Linked DNA regions of Gossypium arboreum: all the other regions are linked to region 2. Evidence: chromatin contacts called from public Hi-C data. All regions are on one chromosome and are shown on one strand. Each heading gives the region's core, a stretch centred on a gene start, on an enhancer-like site or on the middle of the called end of the contact. The rest is flanking DNA. Distances are from core to core; before and after follow the strand shown.

Evidence for each region. Hi-C and Micro-C count contacts between places; a contact is called where the count stands out from the background.
Region 1: a contact with region 2 is called in a Hi-C map of leaf, with 5 times the contacts expected there. The contact joins the promoter of LOC108476413 here to the promoter of LOC108475968 in region 2. A contact is called at or near these places in 3 of 5 Hi-C or Micro-C datasets (all in leaf).
Region 3: a contact with region 2 is called in a Hi-C map of leaf, with 4 times the contacts expected there. The contact joins the promoter of LOC108474564 here to the promoter of LOC108475968 in region 2. A contact is called at or near these places in 2 of 5 Hi-C or Micro-C datasets (both in leaf).

Annotation. Positions count from the first base shown.
Region 1 is chr3:128,179,648-128,183,604 of ASM2569848v2, forward strand. It overlaps LOC108476413 (embryogenesis-associated protein EMB8), which reads left to right and starts at 2,010. Exons shown (of 15, transcript XM_017778632.2): 1 at 2,010-2,405; 2 at 2,848-2,950; 3 at 3,063-3,152; 4 at 3,249-3,310; 5 at 3,421-3,521. The coding sequence starts at 2,390.
Region 2 is chr3:127,995,769-127,999,446 of ASM2569848v2, forward strand. LOC108475968 (mediator of RNA polymerase II transcription subunit 22b-like) reads right to left here and starts at 1,511. Exons shown (of 3, transcript XM_017777984.2): 1 at 1,236-1,511. The coding sequence starts at 1,382.
Region 3 is chr3:127,814,820-127,818,884 of ASM2569848v2, forward strand. LOC108474564 (probable arabinosyltransferase ARAD1) reads left to right here and starts at 1,662. Exons shown (of 3, transcript XM_017776528.2): 1 at 1,662-2,563; 2 at 2,949-3,202; 3 at 3,410-4,065. The coding sequence starts at 1,933. The coding sequence ends at 3,961.

The DNA.
Region 1 (3,957 bases), core at 760-3,259, 180 kb after region 2:
AAAAAGAAAAAGTAGGTGCAAGTGTGTACGTATGCGTAATAGAAGAAAAAAATGACAAAACCATTAATTAAAATACGAAAAGAAAGAAAAGCGTGTAATTACAGTGAGAGTCATAGTTGTCGCTGCTTAACAATACACGAATCATTCATGAATAATGTACATAACAGTTCTGATTATTGCCTTTTGAAGTAGATCATTTCTTGCTGTTTCCAAATAGTATTAGCCTCACCAATGCTTTGTTTTTCTTTATGGCATTATCATAATACTATTTGGGAATTAAGTAAGGCAGAGTATATATGTGTGCATGGGAGCGATTAGGGGGTTTTACACTTTAAATGTTCGCAACTAAAATAAAAAATAAGTGTAGTATGTATGTTTCTGTAACAGAGGAAAACAAACAAAAAAAATCATTAATTGAAATACGGAAGGAAAAAAAAAGCGTGTAAGTGTAAGTACAGTGAGAGTTGTAGCTACCGCTGCTTCATGATCATCATCATCATCAAGGTTTTACACTTTTACAAATTCGCGGTACAATGAAAATGTAACTGCGTATGTGTATGTATGTGTAATAAAAGAAAATAAATGATAAAACCATTAATTGAAATACTAAAGGAAAAAAAAGCATGTAAGTGCAAGTACAGTGAGAGTCGTAACTATCACTGCTTTATAATGCATGAAACATAATGCACTAATAATGCACGATTCATGCACATAATAGTTTTAATTCTTGCCTTCTGTAGTAGATCACTTCTTATTGTTTCCAAATAGTATCAATCTCACCCATGTTTTGTTTTTATTTACACCATAATCATAATATCATTTGGAAATTAATTTTTGTTCGTAGAATAAAATGAACCATAATGAAAAATAAAGAGGGTGGAGGGAAGTGTAAGTAAGGCAAAGTATACACGCACGCGCTTTTACATGTTCGCAACAAAAAGAAAAAGTAAGTGCGAGTGTGTACATATGTGTAACAGAAGAAAACAAACAAAAAAAACTATTAATTGAAATACGAAAGGAAAAAAAGAGCATGTAAATACAATGAGAGTCGTAGCTGCCATTGCTTCATAATTCATGAAACATAATGCACGAATCATGCACATAACAATTCTGATTCTTGCCTTTTGAAATAGATCATTTCTTGTTGTTTCCAAACATTATCAGCCTCACTCGTTTTTTTTTCTTTACGACATAATCATAATACTATCTAGGAATTAATTTTTCTTTGGATTGTTTTCAAGCAAAGGTTGGTTACTAACATGGAGCGTGTTCGACGAGGAGTTGGGCACAATAGTTCTTGCTCACTTTGCAATCATGAAACAGAGAATATTTTGCATGTGTTACGAGATTGCTCAACAATAAAAGAGTTGTGGATGCAAGTTGTCCCACTTGACCAACATAATATGTTCTTTTCTGAGGACTTACAGAATTGGTTAACTTCCAATCTTTGTTATTCCACGAGATTACCTAAAGGAGGGACAACTTGGTCTTGTCTTTTTGGGATAATTGCTTGGCGTATTTGGAAGAATATGAATCTTTTTATTTTTCAAGGCATAACTTGCAATGCCCTTGAAATTGTTAGAGTCTCTTATACTTGGGCACAACAGTATGAGTTGAACCATAATGAGGTAAAGTTAAATGTTCATGACTCTAATACTCAAACTTCCTTATCAGGGAATTGGGTGCACTTATTCATTAATGGTGCAATGGATAGAGGGTATAGACCAGCGTCTACTGGTGGAGTGTTGCAAGATCGGAATAAAAAATTGATCTTCGGATATAACCCATATCTCGAGAAATGCATGGTCTTTGAGGCCGAACTTTAAAGTATTTTGGATGGCGTGCTTACTTCACTTAGTAATGGATTTAATAGAGCTATGATTCATATTGACAATTTAAAGGTAGTTCAAGCCTTATAAATAATTTTTTACTGATTTGACATGTTCTCAAAGTAGATACTAGAGTTGCCGACTATTTGACTAAATTAAGCTTAGATGAGAGCACATGCCTACTAGTTTATGATGAAGTATCGATAATACCGTAAAAGTTCTAAATCAATATAAAATTAGGGGTGATTTTGATCAATTTGATTGTTTTTCACACAAAAAAAAAAAAAAGGCTGCCAACTATGACCATCAAAGTTAGTTCCATGGGGACATCTTGATGGTCACCCTAAACACCAATGGTGGAAGGGCCCGGCTGTTACTTATAGCCGAACGGAAATCTCACTCTGATCCTGGTAAGCAACTTATTTCTATTATAATTTGAGGTTGGCTGCTATATCAGCATTGGTGATATGGTTCTACTCATTATATTTTATTTATACCAAGCATTGTGTTGAACGATTTTTACCTGGTTTCTCTGATACAAAAGCTGAAACATTTGTCAGATGTTCATTAGTTGCGGTATGATTGATGATAGAGCCATAGTTTTTATTTTTTTTGACATAAATTCACTCACCAAACTCTCAACTGTCATCATTTTTTTTCTTCACCCAAACAGAAAATCAAACCCCCAAAGAAATTTTCACCATAATTTTCTCCTACTTTCCCTCTCTCCATTAATTCTGGAAAACCATTAAAAAAGAAAGGCAACTTTTTTTTTCCAATTTCTGTATGTACTGCTTCTTCCCCAATTTCAAGTTTTTTTTTTTGATTTAACCATTCATGTTTTCTCCAAATTTTAATCAAATGGATTGGTCGATTTCATGGGATGAATCATCCCTCAATGCATATAAAGAAGTATTCCGAGCCCTTTGTTTGATTCCTATTTTGCATTATGTAATTGCGTTTATGGTGATTTGGGTAGTTTTCCTTTACAATTTCCTGGAATTTCATTTCTTCCAAGGCTTTTTCAGTGGATTCCGAGGTGCTCCGGTTGCTTTGACCTTTCACCCCACTTCCCATATCTACCATGGCGTGGTTTCCAAGTGCAAGATCCTTCATGGCAGGTACCCTTTTTCCTCCTTTTTCTAGTTTACCCACAAATTTGTTTTCTTTCACTCTCAATCATGATTTTTTTTTTTTGGGGGGGGGGGGGGTTGATTTGGTAAATTATTGCAGGTATTTAGCAACACCGTGGTTATCAAGTCCTCATTTTCAGACTGCTTTTCTCAATTTCTTCGGGAATCCTCCTGCTTTCAGCTACCGCAGGTCCTAAAATTTTTCCGATCTTTTTAATGTTGGATTTAGAATATATATATGTTGGCCCATGTGCTTTTTATCTCACAAAGACCTCTGTTTCCTCAGACAACTTTTTCATGCTTCTGATGGTGGAACCATAGCTCTAGATTGGCTTACAAGTTCTGATAGTAAGTGCAAAACTTTTGATGATATTATGGTAGACATAATAACTACTAGAAAAATTCATACTTTGGGTTGTAAAAAGCTCTTACTTTTGACGTGTTTGACAATTGTACAGTTTCAAGAGGTGCCTTTGAAGTGAATCATACTATCTCCAAGGATGACACTACACCTTTGGTGGTTGTCATTCCTGGCTTAACAAGTGATTCTACTTCTTCAGTAAGTTAAATGTTTACTACTCTTCTTTTCTTGTTTCTAGCTGCTCTTTGTATCAACTTTTGCTGAACTTGGACAAATGAAAAATCCAACTAGGATAGTTGGATAGTTATCCATAGAAACTTCAAGAGTACAATGAGTAGTTAGAGGTGAAGGATAGGTAGTAGATAGCTGACAGGCTTATGAGGATCTCAATTTAGAACTTGCAAATGTCTATCCTGTCTCAAAATTCAGTTGCCTAGTAATAGATAGGCCTAATAAACCGATTTTGTTTTAGGCTTTGCTGGTTTCTCACTTATTGCTTATGGAATATGCTTTAATGGCTGTATATATCGATTTTGCCCCTGGTTCTTTTTGTTAGGTATATTTAGCGCTGCTGCTTCTTTTTTTTTTGCCTTTTGCAAGTTTACTGCCTATATGTAGTGGCTGGTTAAGAAAA
Region 2 (3,678 bases), core at 261-2,760:
AAAGCATTATAAGCATCTAGGCGCAGTGCCTCTTAAATGTTGTTCAAAAAATGAAAAGTAAAGGACCATTTAAAGGAATCAGGAACTTGGAATGGACTACAGAGAAAGCTGATTTTAGCAAACTAGGAATTTACCAAGATAACCTCAATTATAAACTCAATTAAATAACTAAACTATCAAAACACTGATTCAATAGCTACAATAGATTCTCGTATTAGACAAAAGGATTTCCAAAGAGAATAATGCTTCCTCAACTGAGCTACCAACAAGCCACAAAGTAGTTCCTAGACAAAAGCAACAACTAACAAAACAAGATTAATCAAATGCAACTAACCAATTGTTCTAATTCAGTTGAACTTTCACCAGAAAGTCACAGTCTAACAAGCCAGGTTACAAGGAACACATCAGTTCACCATGGTAGACAGAATCTGTATAGATTTGACATCAAAATAAACGACAGCTTCCACAAATGATTAATCAAGATCTTAATGCATCAAACAAAATGATGTGCTTTTAAATGATCAACACTAGTGTTTCCCTCCTTAACCCTCACTCTCCATGACCACATTCACTGCATTAGTAGTTGAAATTGTTATCACCTACTTTTTAAAGAAAAGGAAGATGGAGCAGCCAGCAAATTATATTCCCATAGGAAGGAGTTAAATGATGACCAATTTAATACCATAGAAAAAAATAATAATAGGATTATAAAAAACCTTAACACTCAGTAGAACATGCACAAGGAACAACTTCATTCCAAGGAAAAAAAATATTATAAAACCAATCTAATGACAAAATCTTTTATCCAACAGATGTCCTATAAGTGATACTTTCACCAAATTCAGGTTCAATACCCAAGGTAACCTATTTTACACTAGCTCCCCCCAGAAACCTAAATTATTTTCTTCGGGTGTTACATAAATTCATTTCCAAATATACAAGAATCATCCATATTCAACTATATAACACATTGTACAACCAAAAAAAGGGATATATCTTCACAAAATGGAATTTTGTAAATGAGTAAAAGTAAAAGCTTTCCAACATTTTACAGGGCAAATAAAGTGAAAGCTTATCCTAAAAGTGAAAAGGTTCCAATTTCCCACCGCTAACTTGTAAATTCAAAATCAGAAACGAAATGAAAAACCGGTTTAGGGGAGTTTAAGAATCTTGACATAAGACTCTTTAAACTCGAAGAATTTGTAGTAATTGCTTTGAAGTAAAGAGAGATTTACCCGGGCAACATTAACAAGCTGGGTGAAGTTGTCGACGATGACGGCGATGTCGGTTTCCACTCGCTGCATCATAGTTTTCTGCTTCTGTGCCGCCGCCGCTGCAGCCGCCGCCGTCGGTCCAGTTCCCACTCCCGTTCCTTTGTTCATTGATGTAAAAAGCACACACACACACACACACGCACAACAGAGGATGGGTTACGGGAAACAAAATTGTGCAAAGTTGGATCAAAGTAAAATATGGGAGAGTAAGGGAAATTAAGGAAATTATTTTGGGATGTAGTACTAGTATATCAAATAAAAAGTTGGAAAAGAAAAGGCCACAGCCCAACTATTGAATGCCAAGCCCAAATACAACTTACGCCTCACTAATAAATCAATTGAGCCTTTACGAAAAATACCACCCAATTTAGTTTTGGGTGACTGCTGACTAATTAATTTTTTTTACTCACAGAGGACTCAATGAGCTGCACATTTTTCATAAGGGTTCAATTGGCTTTTTGATTTTTTTTTTTTTTTGAGGTTTTTCCTTTCTTTCAAGACCTTTTATTTTCTTGAAGGCCTTTAATTAGTTTTTTTAAACACGTTCTTTGGTAAATTATTTGATATATTAGTGATGGTGTTTTTTTAATTTCACAACAACAATTGATATTTAATAAATTAAAAACTAGGTTAAAATATCAAATAAGCCCTTCAATTAAACTCCTCATCAAAAATTACACCCAATTAAACCTTTAGAATTCATTTTTCATTTAAGCCCCTAACAGTCATTTACTACTGACATAGCGGGTAGTGTGGTAGTTGACATGACAAGTTAACATGAAAAAATGATGATTTAGAGAGCTTAATTAAATTTTTTTTATCATTTTACGAGGGCTTAATTGAATTTTTATTATTTTACTAAGGACTTAATTAATTATTTAAGTAAAATTATTAAAATTCTAGAAAAATTTAATTGTTAAAATATAAGCTATAAAACTCATAAAAATATTAGAAATTTATAAATAATTATAAAATTATAAATGTCTTTTACCCATCTTTAAATATAAAGAGTTGTAACTTTGAACCTATGTCATTTAGAAGAAAAGCTCATTTTATTTATATCTGAAATTTTATCACACATTTAGAATGTATGCGTTAGTTTAAAAATAAAATATAATAAATAATTAAACGTATAGTTTGAAACAAATTATAATAACACATGTAATATGTATTAAATTAAAATAAAAATAGTTTAAATTGTGAGTAATAAATAGGTAAATGTTTCATGTTAAGAATATTAAATATAGTTCAATTGTTTATCATGGTATTATAAATTTTTTAAGTCGGTATTGAGTTAACTTGTAACACCAATTTAATAAACGACATTATCAATATATACAAATTATGTTGGTGAAACAATTTGTGTAATAATATTGAAATGTATAAAATATCAAAATCAAATGTTAGTTGAAGTGATAAAAAAGATTTTATAGATATTGGTGGAATGAATTTAAATCTCAATATACGCAAATTTGTAACTAATTTCAAGTATGTAAAAGTAGTTTAATAATTTTTCAATCAAATTGGTATCCAATATGCTCACGAAATCAACTCAACCATAAATTTAAATTTTAAACTCATATTTTTAAATTTTTATAAAAATTATATATAAGAAACTAATTTATTTTTAATATTATGCTTAACCTATAATAATAAAACTAAATTTAATTATTATTATCTTAATTTTTACTCTTGAAATGAAAAGTTTATAGGAACTATTTTCTAAAAATATAATTTTATTTGGATTGAGATGATTTTCAAGTTAAAAATATTTTAAATATTATTTATTTTAAGTATTTTGAAAGAAAAGTTGACTTATTCAATTATATATTTCATAATGAAATAAGTGTAGTTACAATCTGGATGTTGATTTTTTTATATTAACTATTTAATGGGTCAATTCTTGACCTATTTTAAAGGTTTTTTTTCCCCTAATGAATGGTCACTATAATTTAAAGCTAGATTGATTGAAGAGACTGTTTTTTTTTTCCAACAAGTGAAATGGACTACACTGAACTGCTCATTAATCTCCAATTGGCTGCTACTGGACCAAAATATAAAATCTAAAAAATGTCATGCTCACCTTCACAACAAAATGTTAAAAATGCTATTTAATGTTGGATTGTGGAAGGCCTCCTAACCCCCCCCCCCACCCCCAAAAAAAAAAAAAGGGTGAAAAAAACTTTTTATTTATTGAAACATTTAGATATTACTTAAATTTTTATTTATTTAAATTAATTTTAAATATTTGTCAAAAATAATTTTAAATAATATATTTTATTTTTGAATATTATTATTATTATTATTTGATATTATGCATGTCTTTACGGTTTATGTTTGGGGTTCATGATTGCTCCTTCTAACAATATTGTCTCTAAAATTCGAACCTACATTCTCTCATTGA
Region 3 (4,065 bases), core at 412-2,911, 180 kb before region 2:
ACAGGTTAGCCGATAAATTATATAGGGCTACAAATGATTTTTTAAAATATATATATTTAATTTTAGAGTTAGGACTAAATTGATAGATTTTGTAAATACTGAGGGCTAAATTTATTAATTTTTTATATTTAAGATCAAATTAATAGAATGTGTAAATATTAGAGGGCTAATTTTGTTACTAGACTAATAAAAAACGACATCACTTAGAGTGACAAAAATATTTAATTTCTAAAAGTTTAGTAACTAACTTGAAAAATTGATAGTTGTATAATGAAAATAGAATGAAAATTAGGTAACTATTTTTATAATTTACCTATAAAAATAATTTTCAACATGCTCGCATAAACACGTAAAAATAATTTACACATTTAAATTATATAAAATTAATTTACAAATTTTTAATAAAAGACAAAAATACAATCCACCCTTAAATACAATACTTCTTCGTACTGTTACTCAAATTAAAATAACAAAATAAAACTATTAGTTTAAATAACTCAAAATATTTTAAGGTAAATTACACCAATAGTCACTCAACTTTGGGGTAGCTAACAAAACAGTCACCTAGGTTTCATTATAGTCACTCAACTTTTGAAAAATAATAAAACAGTTACTAACGTTATAAAAAAGTGAACAAAACAATCGCTGATTAACAGTTTTCGTTAGTGTTTTAACGGAACCGCTGATGTGTCAAGTTAACTATTGATGTGGGCAATTAACTTGCCACGTTGGTTGTCCATAGTGGAAACTCACCCAATTTAAGAAGAAATTAAAAAAACTAAAACCCTTAATAACAGAGGAGAAGAAGAAAAAGAAGAAGAAGAATAATAATAAGAAGAGACTATATAAAAAAAAAAAGTCTTCTTTGCTTAATTTGGCGGGGTTTGATTCTTTGCCATTGAAATACCATGTCTTTGCTCTTCTTCTTCTTTTTGGCTCTCTTCCTCTGTAACCTTCCACCATTGAAACACCATGTCTTTCCAAGATGTAATGCAATCACCAAATAGATAAATCTCAGCTTCACTAAAACACCTAAAAACAAAGGCATAAAATTTCCTTCAGATCCGAATTAGTGAAAAAGAAAAAAATTGACCCATTGATTGAACAAGCAAGGGAGTTGAATAAATTTGGAAATGACCCAGAAAAGAAAATCTTGCAAAAAGTGGGTCATTTCTTCAAAATTTGAAGATTTAAACATTTCCTGCCATGATCAGAAGTGAGGAGAAGCTTGGGTAAATTGCCTTCCCCTTATGTTATTGTGACCCCCAAAGCAACTACAATTTTGGTTTGAATCTGCAACATCCATGCCTGAGTAACTGTAGAGATGCAGTATGAGATTGATTTGAAAACTGGAGGCATCTCCATTTTTTTCTCTCCTCCTTCTTCTTCTTCTTTTTAAACCCTAAATTAGTATTGATAGGATTGTTAAATTGGTGGTAATCGGCCAGCTGGAGGGTTTTCTGACACCAAGCACGCCGTCATTTGCCATGTCACTTTGCCATGATGTTTGTGACAGGAAATGGAAAAAAGGATTATTTTGTCATTTTTCTAAAGTTGAGTGACTAAAATGAAACTAATGTGACTATTTTGTTAGCTACCTAAAATTGAGTGATTGTTACTGGAATTTACCCAATAATTTATTCGAGAGTACAGCTGACCCTAATTAGGCATATCCCGTGGGGGAAGATCATTGCTTGTATTAGTATATATATTTTTTCCGGGAAAACTTGTTTCCAGTCTCTACCTAAGACTTTCTTTTCAAACAAACAACTACTCATAATCTGACCGAAATACCCTTTGGTGCACTCACCATTCCAATAAGTATCGACTTCAAATTTCAATCGGCTTCACAGTCAAAGCTCCACATTCAAAATGAATGAAACGCAGAACTTAGAAGGAAACTAAAGAGCAAAGCAAGAAAGGCCAATAAAAATGGCAATCAAAGGTAGCACAGCAACAAAAACGGCAAAATCTCTGTTTCTCACATTCACTGTCCTTCTTTCCCTTTCTTTCTTCATCTTCTTTTTCTTCTTCACTTCTCCTGTTACTGAACCCACAAATTCCCTTCCCCAAACCTCCTTCCTTTCCTCCCAAAACTCCATCAAGGTCTACGTAGCCAACCTTCCCAGATCCCTCAACTATGGCTTACTCCAACAGTACTGGGATTCTGATCACCCTGATTCTCGGATCCCTTCTGATCCTGATCATCAGATCTCAACTGCCCATTTCTCCAAACCCACCAAATACCCTCCTTATCCCGAGAATCCATTGATCAAGCAATACAGTGCGGAGTACTGGATCATGGGTGACTTGGAAACCCCTCAAGGAATGAGGACGGCTTCTTTTGCTAAAAGGGTTTTTGATGTTAACGAGGCTGATGTTGTTTTTGTTCCCTTTTTTGCTACCCTTAGTGCTGAGATGGAGTTGGGATCTGGAAGCGGCGCGTTTAAGAAGAAAGCTGGGAATGGGGATTACTTGAGGCAAAAGAAAGTGCTGGATTTTGTGAGGAATACGGATGCTTGGAAACGATCGGGTGGACGAGATCATGTTTTTGTTCTCACTGGTAATGTGCCTAATTTTGTGTGTATTGAAATTCATTTGCTTATTGCTTTCCCCATTTAGCTTTTTCGGAATGTTATTGGGATCTAGTTATTTAGGATGTTTCGTTGTTGCTTTTTTACTACATATATATTCCTTTAAATGAATCCTTCCTTACTGTGTTTCTGTTAACTCTTCACCTTGAAACTATTGTCTTAGGATCATGTATACTTAAATATGTCAAGCCCTTGGTATCAGCTGTTCTTTTAAGAATATACTGCATTTATTGATATTTTACCATCAGTGCCAAAAGAAAAAAGGAAGTGGGAACTTAATTTGCATACTTTACAGCTTATGATTTAGTTTCTGGGTTGTCAGGTTATGTTAAACCTTGAAGTATTCTTTGACAGACCCTGTTGCAATGTGGCATTTCAGAGAGGAGATAGCCCCTGCTGTTCTACTGGTTGTGGATTTTGGTGGGTGGTATAGGCTTGATACAAAATCATCCGGTGGAACCTCATCAGACGCGATACGTCACACCCAAGTTTCATTGCTTAAAGATGTGATTGTTCCATATACCCATCTGCTTCCTAGGTTGCAGCTATCGGAAAACCAGAAACGACACACCCTCCTTTATTTTAAGGGAGCTAAACATAGGCACCGGGTTAGTATCAAACAACTCAACTTTGAATCTAGCTGCACTATGTGGTTTGCCAGTATATCATCCTATAAATGAAGGATCGATGACATTATTTTCTCTCTTGAATGGATACAATTCAACTTTGAGCTTCATTTTTTGAGTTGTTGAGGGGTACATGTTGGGCTTTATCTCAAACTCTTACTGTGTTGGTGATGTTATTAAAATTTTCAGGGTGGCTTGGTTCGAGAAAAATTATGGGACTTGTTGGTTAATGAACCAGGAGTAATCATGGAAGAAGGGTTCCCAAATGCCACTGGAAGAGAGCAGTCAATTAAGGGGATGAGATCATCTGAGTTCTGCTTGCACCCAGCCGGTGATACTCCCACTTCATGCCGACTTTTTGATGCAATCCAAAGCCTTTGTATACCCGTGATTGTCAGTGACAATGTTGAGCTTCCCTTTGAAGGGATGGTGGATTACTCTACATTCTCAGTTTTCGTAGCAGTGAGTGATGCATTGAGACCGAATTGGCTTGTTTCTCATCTTAGAAGCATTTCTGAAAAACTTAAGAACGAATTCCGTCAAACCATGGCTAAGGTTCAGCCTGTGTTTGTGTACGATAATGGCCATCCTGATGGTATCGGACCAATCCCTCCCGATGGTGCCGTAAACCACATTTGGAGAAAGGTTCATCAAAAATTACCAGCGATTAAGGAAGCCATTGTTCGAGAGAAAAGAAAACCGGCGAATACATCAATTCCTTTACGTTGCCATTGCACCTAAATGTAAGATTAAGACTCTTTTCATGTTTTTACGTGTACTTGATTCATTTTTTGTTCAGCTTACATGCACTTGATTCTTTTATCAGCTTGCATAAATGATAAATG